Linked DNA regions of Muntiacus reevesi: region 2 is linked to region 1. A link is a contact called in public Hi-C data. All regions are on one chromosome and are shown on one strand. Each heading gives the region's core, a stretch centred on a gene start, on an enhancer-like site or on the middle of the called end of the contact. The rest is flanking DNA. Distances are from core to core; before and after follow the strand shown.

Region 1 (3,656 bases), core at 573-3,072:
GGCTTATGACAAGCATTTCCTTATGACAGCATTTACATTTGAGTCAACTTTACTACTTTGGGCTGATCATAAACACATTGCTCCTCTTTAAAAAGAAATTTTTCTGCAGAAACTTGGCAGACTTCAGTACAGGAACAGTCTATTCTTTACAATTAAATTTAGCAACAACTTATTCTGGTTAGTCTGAAAGAAAAGGAGAGAATGAACTACTAAGAGGCCTTTGGTGTACTTTAATATTTCAAAACATGTTTGGTTTGGCCTAATTTGAATCTTGTGGACAAGTAGACCAGAACTTGATTCAAAAAGAATAAGTACCATTTTAAACAGGCTGAATTCTCAAAAGTAGCCTCAGAAGGTGATTCAGAGTATTTCTCATAATTTTTATTTTTACCTCAAATTAAATACTAAAGATGCATAGGGGAAGTCTCATAAAGCATATATACAGCCACACATGTGTACTTTTGAACAGCCTGCAACCAAGAAACCAAATTAAAATTTTGCTCAAGAGCAATCAAGTATACAAAAAAGGGATATCAAAAGAAAAAAAAAATCCCTATTTGTCTTTTAACACATCCCACTGTGCCCAGTGACCAGGAAATAAAAAATTCTGTGTTATAATTTCTGGCTAGAATAGAGGTGAGCTAAAGATGAAGTGTCAAACTGGCTTTCCATCTTACCTCGCTTTCCTCCAACAGGTTCAAAGACTTTGTAATCTTTACATTAATATTGAATTCTCTCTTTTTTTTTTTCCAAAAGGGAACCTACGAAACTATTTTAAAATTAAAACAGCAAGCCATGCCACTAGGCAACCTGTCTTCTCGTGGTCTATCTCATTCAAATCAGACATACCTTTTGCTTAGCCTTTACTGAATAAAAGTTTAACTTTGATTTGGAAGACAACGTACCCGTTATTAGCCGTCTGACACTTTTTGCAGGTCATAGAGTCTACCAGTTCAATTCGCTGATTATGACCGCTCACTAAGAAAGCTTGCCATTACCGCTCATTTTATAAGCGTTGGCAATACCTAGAAATACAGCAAGGCTGGTGAATAAGGAGTCGAGGGGCGGGGGAAGAGGGAGCGAGGGAGGAAGGCAGTCGCCACCTCAAATCCACGGCGGACCGGGAACCTCCAGCCCACACCGTGATCCCTTACCCTCCCCAAAGTGGACCTGCTACATTTTCCCAGACCGTCCCCCCGCCCCAACACCCGTCCCCGCTAACCCAACACGGCACTCACCCTTCAGCGAAGTCGGCACCGGGTCCAGCTCCGAGACGGGTCGGGGTGGCAGCGAGGGAGGGGACGTCTGGGCTGTGGGCGGGGGGTGTCGGTGCGTCACTCGAGTGCAGGACGGTGAGTTCGAGGGGTGGGAGCGGAGCGGAGCAGGGAAATCAAGTCACTGCCGAAAAGGGACGAGGAGCAACGAGGGGGGTGGAGGGGAAAGCCCGTTCCCTAAAATAAGCCCACCGGCCCCTGCGACCCCCTGCCCCAGGGAGGGAAAATAAAATCCGGGGAAATAAAAAGACTGACAAATAAACCTCTAAAACGATGAGATGCGAGGGTCAGACTTTAATTTAAAGGGGGGAGACTGAGCGAGGGCTGGAGGGGTGACAGAAGTGGCTCTAGGTCTATCCCATGCCTTTGCAGTCCCCAAGCGGAGGAGGAGGCTGGCTGAGGGGAAGTTGCAGCGGCTCCCGAGGAGGAGGCGGAGGAGGCGGAGGAGGAGGTTACACGGTAACAAGTACAGACAGCCAGCCATGGATCGGAGGGGCGCTGCGAGCTGGGGCGGCCGCGGCGGGGCGAGCGGCCGCGGCAGCAGCACCGCCTGCTCGGCTAGCTCAAGACATTTAATTGGATTGATGGGTTGTGCAGTGACTCACAGACTTTACAGAGTCGTAAAGCAGTCCCCGCCCAGCTGGACAGGGAGATGCGGTGGGGACGGCAGGGTGAACGGGGGCTGTGAAAGAACCGGGAGGGGAGGAGGCGAGTGAGAGGGCGAGGCGTTGGAGGGGGCGGGGAGCGGAGCGGAACCACCCAATGCCGAAGCCCGCCGCTCCGACGGGCGTGGGCGTCGGCCAATGACGGTGCGGCTCGATAGGCGGCAGGCTTCGCCCCTGGCCCAATGAGTCTTCTAAGGACACTGCCGCTAACGGGGCGGGGGGAAGTGGAGTTGGGGGTGGGGAGTAGTGGGTGGACGTTGAAGTAGGGAGGGAGCGGTGGAGGGAAAGATGAGGCACCGGAGACCGGCGGAGTCACTCAGCCCTCCTCGCTCCAGAAGTGCGCCTTCTGCCAATCCGAGGGCCGCCTGGGGGTGATGGACGCAAACGTGTGCCCAATGAGGAGGAGAAGGTGTCGCTCCGAGCCACAGGGGAAGGAGTGGGCGGGCCAAGATCCTCCCCTCCCTCCGGCACCCAGGTCCTCCCTCCCGCCCTGTTCAGGTCAGTCACGCAAATAACAGTGTGAGGGCCGGGGCCGTGCGCGGGGGTGGGGCGGCGGAGGGGCCGCGCTGCCTACGGCGTGACAGCGATAGGGACTGGCTGTGCTGCCGACTCCGCACCGACCGGAGGAGTCGATGAAGAAAGGCTGGCTCCTTCCTCAGCCTTCAAGCTGCTGCTGTTGCTGCTCAACCTCTGCCCGGCGCTGCCTGGGAGCCCCTGCGGCCAAACCCCACTCCCGAGTGGCAGAGAGATTTGGAGTGAATCGGATCAAAACTTTGCCTGCCGTCGGTGCAGTGCCCAGTCTCGGAGACAGCTCCGTGTGACGTCCTCTGGGGCTGTGCTCTGGGAGCCGAGGGATCTGGACGCCGAGACCGGAGGCGTTTCCCTCCTTGCTTGCCTGTGTCCAGGGGAAGTCAGGGTAGGGTGTGGACAGGTTGAAACACCTCCAGGATACATAACATTTCTTTATCGGGTTTCTGGAAAAGGCACTTAACCTGACGCGAGTGAAGCTGTGTGGGCTTTGTGCGTGTATATATCAGCTTCCTCCAGCCCTTCCTCCCGCATGCATTACTCTTTTTCTGCCACTTCTCTGCCCACTCTCCTCACCTTGGACCCTGACACCTTGTACTCACTACTAGATCTTGCTGCTCATTCCCCGGAGCTACGGCTTTTTACTCAATTTCTTGCCTACTGTCTAGGAATCATTGTACACACCTTAACACTCCATGCACTTGTACTTGAAAGTAACTGGGATCACTAATAAACCTGAATAGAGGTACCCGTAAAAGAAATACACTGGCAAAAATCCACCTTGTTAACCACAAGATGCATTTCTGCAGGTTATTGAAATTTATGACAATTTCTTCTTATTAAAAAAAAAAACCAAGAAAAGGCAAATCACATATCACATCCCTAGAAAAAAATATTTTCCAGTCCACTTAGAATACTCAGTATCCATTTTCTTTAGAAAAGTCAACTGGAGAGACCTAGGATTGACTTGTGGTCTTGAAGGGAGCAAGATCATTTTTTCCCCACGATTATCAGAGTAAAACCTACAGTGGTCTGGAATTCAGAGGAGAGGTAGTAAGTGAACAATAAGCCTTAAGGCTTACCCTAGTCATAGGGAGGCTTTCCTTGATTACTGTCATTTTAAGATAGGGACCCTTCCCCTAAGCTGTAATTGTGACACTCAACCTGACACCTCTTACCTCTTCTCTTT
Region 2 (3,656 bases), core at 781-3,280, 220 kb before region 1:
GTTGTTGTCCTTAACTGAATAGAACTGGCTTCTGCAGTTACCTCACAAAAATCATTTTATAATATTTTATGTATGAACTTAGGAAGATTTTTCTGAAAGCAGAGTTTTCTTTTTAAAGTTTTGATGTTTAAATTTATTATTTCGTTTTAAACATTTTCTTGATGATGGGTCTGCTTTTTGCCCTATGTTCTTCTGCTATTTCTGTTGGGTTGAGCTATCAAATTGGAACAGCCATGAATACATCTAAAATCAACTCATTTCCAGTCTCTAAACACATACACACAAATGCAAATATTTTCGTTTCTTTCCTTCCCGGTCAATAAACATTTATAATGAAATACATATACATATATACATACACGGCTTCCCTGGCGGCTCAGTGGTAAAGAACCCGCCTGCCAATGCAGGAGACACGGTTCAATCCCTGGATAGGGAGGATCCCCTGGAGAAGCAAATGTCAACCTGCTCCAGTATTCTTGCCTGGGAAATCCCATGGACAGAGGAGTCGGGCGGGCTATTATATAGTACTTGCGGTCGCAAAGAGTCGGACTCTGCTGAGAGATTGAGCACGAACAAGCTCCCATACCAGCAGGGGGCGAAATACAATAGGGATAAATTTGACAAGCTGTATAGATTTTTCTTGCTTTAGCGACTTAGCAATAGCAAAAATCCAGCACCACCGCCGCAAAACAATTGATACTCCAATGTAAAGTGATGCAGTCTCCGTACATCTTACAGCTATTGAGTTGTAAAGAGATGCGGGTCTATTTTAGCGCTTCAAGTTAAGTCGTCTAGAACATTGCAGAGGCGGGATAAACCGTGATGAACTGCTTTTGTCCTTCTCTTTCCCCTGATTTGTGTAATTCCTCCACTCAAAAGGGTGGACACTTCTCTGTGGCTGGTGGGGGGTGGGTGGTGTTTTCCATCCTTGTTTCTTTGCGTAGCTGCTGAGCTTTGCTGTTTTGGAACTATTTTAAATTATTCAAATTGTCTGTGCAAGTAAGAAGGAGCAGCCGGTAGCGCTCACGACTGCCGGATAGGATCCCAGGCTCATCGTCCCAGACGATAACAATAATCCCCGCAGTCTTGCAGTCTGGTTCTTACAGTGGCTGGCGTTCTAACAGATATTCACTACAAAGGAAGGGGAAAGGTTGTAAGAACGCAAACGGTCAAGGCTGACGACAGAAAAATGTTATGACCGCTGTTATAGAAACGCGGAAGTTAATTTTATTTCTTTACTTTAATCGAATAGTCTTACGCAGCATATGTGAATAAACGACCACCGTCTCAATCTGTTAGCAAAATCCCCCCAATTTTTGTTGTTGTTGGTCTCAAAGACGGTTTTCAGTTCGGCGGGTGCTTTCCCTCTTGCTTCCCATTTTAAATTTGATTTAACTCTTCTTACATATCAACTTCCTCTTCTGTCAGCGTAAATTAAAAAGAGGAAGGGACTTAGACTGTGACGAAAAAGTCGTTTTTCGTGGCGAAAAGGGCAAGCTAATAAATGCTCTCCAGTAGGCTTCTGGTGAAGATACAGTTCTGTACCTCAAAACCTTTGCACATTTTACTTGGAGAGCAAAAGAGTTAAGACGGTCTCGAGCTGAACGTTAATCTTAGCGGGTTGAGGAGCACCTGCCCCTTGCCCGGAGCGCTGCCTCAGGAGCGGCGGAGTGCGGGAGGACCTTTCCCCCCACCCCGCAGCTCGATGACTCGCTAGGAAGTCAGGAAAAAGGGCAGCTTGCCCGCACCCAAAATGGCTGCCGGCGCTCTGTACGATGGCGCCTGCGCAGGGGTAAGCATTCTGTGACACAGATTCCCCCTGTGTGTCCTCCCCCACCCCACCCCTTCGGCACCCACCAGCGCCGGGCCCCGACCCAGCCACCTGCGCCCGGAAGTGACGTGTCAGCGGCAGCGGTTCCCCCGCTGCATGATGGGAGTGTGTGTGGAGTGGGCGGGGGGTCTCCGCGGAGGAGGAGGTGGAGGCGGCGGCGGCGACGGCGGCGGCGACGGCGGCGGCGGCGGAAGAGGGCGGAGGGTAATGGGATGGGGGTCTCGCGGCAGCACTGAAACTCCGGGTGGGCGTCCATGGCGCTGCTTCGCTGACAGGGCTGTGAGCAGCCTGCCTTCCGCTCTTACCAGCGCCGCGTCCGAATAGCCGGTCCTTCCCCGGGGAGCCAGTTCCTCCCCGGGCCCCTGAGCCATGCCCATCGCGGCCGCCCCGGACGAGCCAGGTAAGCTTCACCAGCTTTCCCAGCCGCGCGGGGAAAAGAGGTTAGGAGACTTGGCCCGGCCCACCGGCCGGATCCTCGCCTGGGCCGGGGACACCTGCCCGCTGCGGATCCGGGGGCTGCGGGGACGTTGCCGGCTCTGCGGGCCTGCGGGCTCCCGGCTCTGTCCTCTTCTACAGCGGGTGCGGGGACGCCGGCGGCGGCGGCGTCTGAGGCGCACGGCCCCTCCTCGCCCTCCCGGGCACCGGCCGGCGAAGTGAGAGCTTTTCCCACGTCCCTGGCCGTCGCCGACTCGCCCTGCCCCTCCGCTTCCACCTGCCCTCGGCTCTGCACCGGCCGCTCCCTCCCGGGAGCTTGTTGAGAAGTTTGGGGCTTTGCTCCTGCTTCCTCGTTCTCCCTCCCCCTCCCTCGTGACAGGTGTAAACACTGCCTGCTTTGCCCAGGCCCCAGGCCAGCGGCGACCAGAGTGTGCTGCTTCCTAGGGTCTCTGAAGCAAACAGCTTTTGAATCCTCCAGCAGGCAGAGGAGACTGCACCAAAGCTCATTCATCCTTTCCTGAGAGGACCTTTTCTGCTCCCTTCTTGCACTGCTCAAGAAATCGCCTGCGTCCCCTTCCCAGACTGCGTGCGAAAAGTTGGACCTTTATTCTTGAAGTGCCCAGTTTGGCAGCTGCTACATCTTGCTTGGGCAGGGGACATAGTATAAGGTAAATAGTGATAGGATCCTTTCACCAGTGGGAAAGTACTGAGAATGCTTAGGTTTTACTCTTGCTGGTTAGTTCACGTTGATTTCGCACTGAATCTTCCGTTGGGGCCAAGGGAAGGACTAACCCAGACATGGAAATATTTTACTGGGGAGCAAATGAAACAAAATCGGTAGTTCCGTTTCAAAGTTCTCACTTTAGGAGAAGTAAAACTCTTGAACTTTAATCTTCCCTTTCATCAGCTACGTTTTTGTCTTTGGTGGAATGGGACAGGGAGATAGTTTAATCTTTGAGGTTGCATTTAACTATTGCTTTCCATTAACCTTTTAGACGTGATTATATGCCAAAACTCTAAGGGAAACAGCTGTTTCAACGCTATTGTGTTGATACAATCTACACAGTTACTCTACATTTTATGTGCTTTGCTGACTTCGTCAGTATTGGCCTTTGTAGTAGTCATTTTTAATTCTTTGCAGAAATATTTGAAGAATTTATGGTAGTCTTCAAAATTTTGTTCATGAAGATATCTCACATGGATTAAAAAACAGATCCTGTGTAAAACATCTAGCCCAGTAAATGTTAACCTTTATTAAGTGCTCATTAGATCGAATTCTTCCATTTATATATCTTTTGATATATTAATCTTCAAGGCATAGATACCTTTTAATAGATATCTATTAAAAACATAGATAAATCTTTTTAAAGTGCTTGAAAGAAATTCACTA

What was found. Hi-C and Micro-C count contacts between places; a contact is called where the count stands out from the background.
Region 2: a contact with region 1 is called in a Hi-C map of muscle, with 6 times the contacts expected there. The contact joins the promoter of AFTPH here to the promoter of SERTAD2 in region 1. A contact is called at or near these places in 2 of 3 Hi-C or Micro-C datasets (blood and muscle).

What each region holds. Positions count from the first base shown.
Region 1 is chr3:41,715,108-41,718,763 of mMunRee1.1, reverse strand. SERTAD2 (SERTA domain containing 2) reads right to left here and starts at 1,822. Exons shown (of 2, transcript XM_065929053.1): 1 at 1,239-1,822. LOC136162803 (a long non-coding RNA gene) reads left to right here and starts at 2,217. Exons shown (of 3, transcript XR_010662172.1): 1 at 2,217-2,437.
Region 2 is chr3:41,932,086-41,935,741 of mMunRee1.1, reverse strand. It overlaps AFTPH (aftiphilin), which reads left to right and starts at 2,030. Exons shown (of 10, transcript XM_065929056.1): 1 at 2,030-2,231.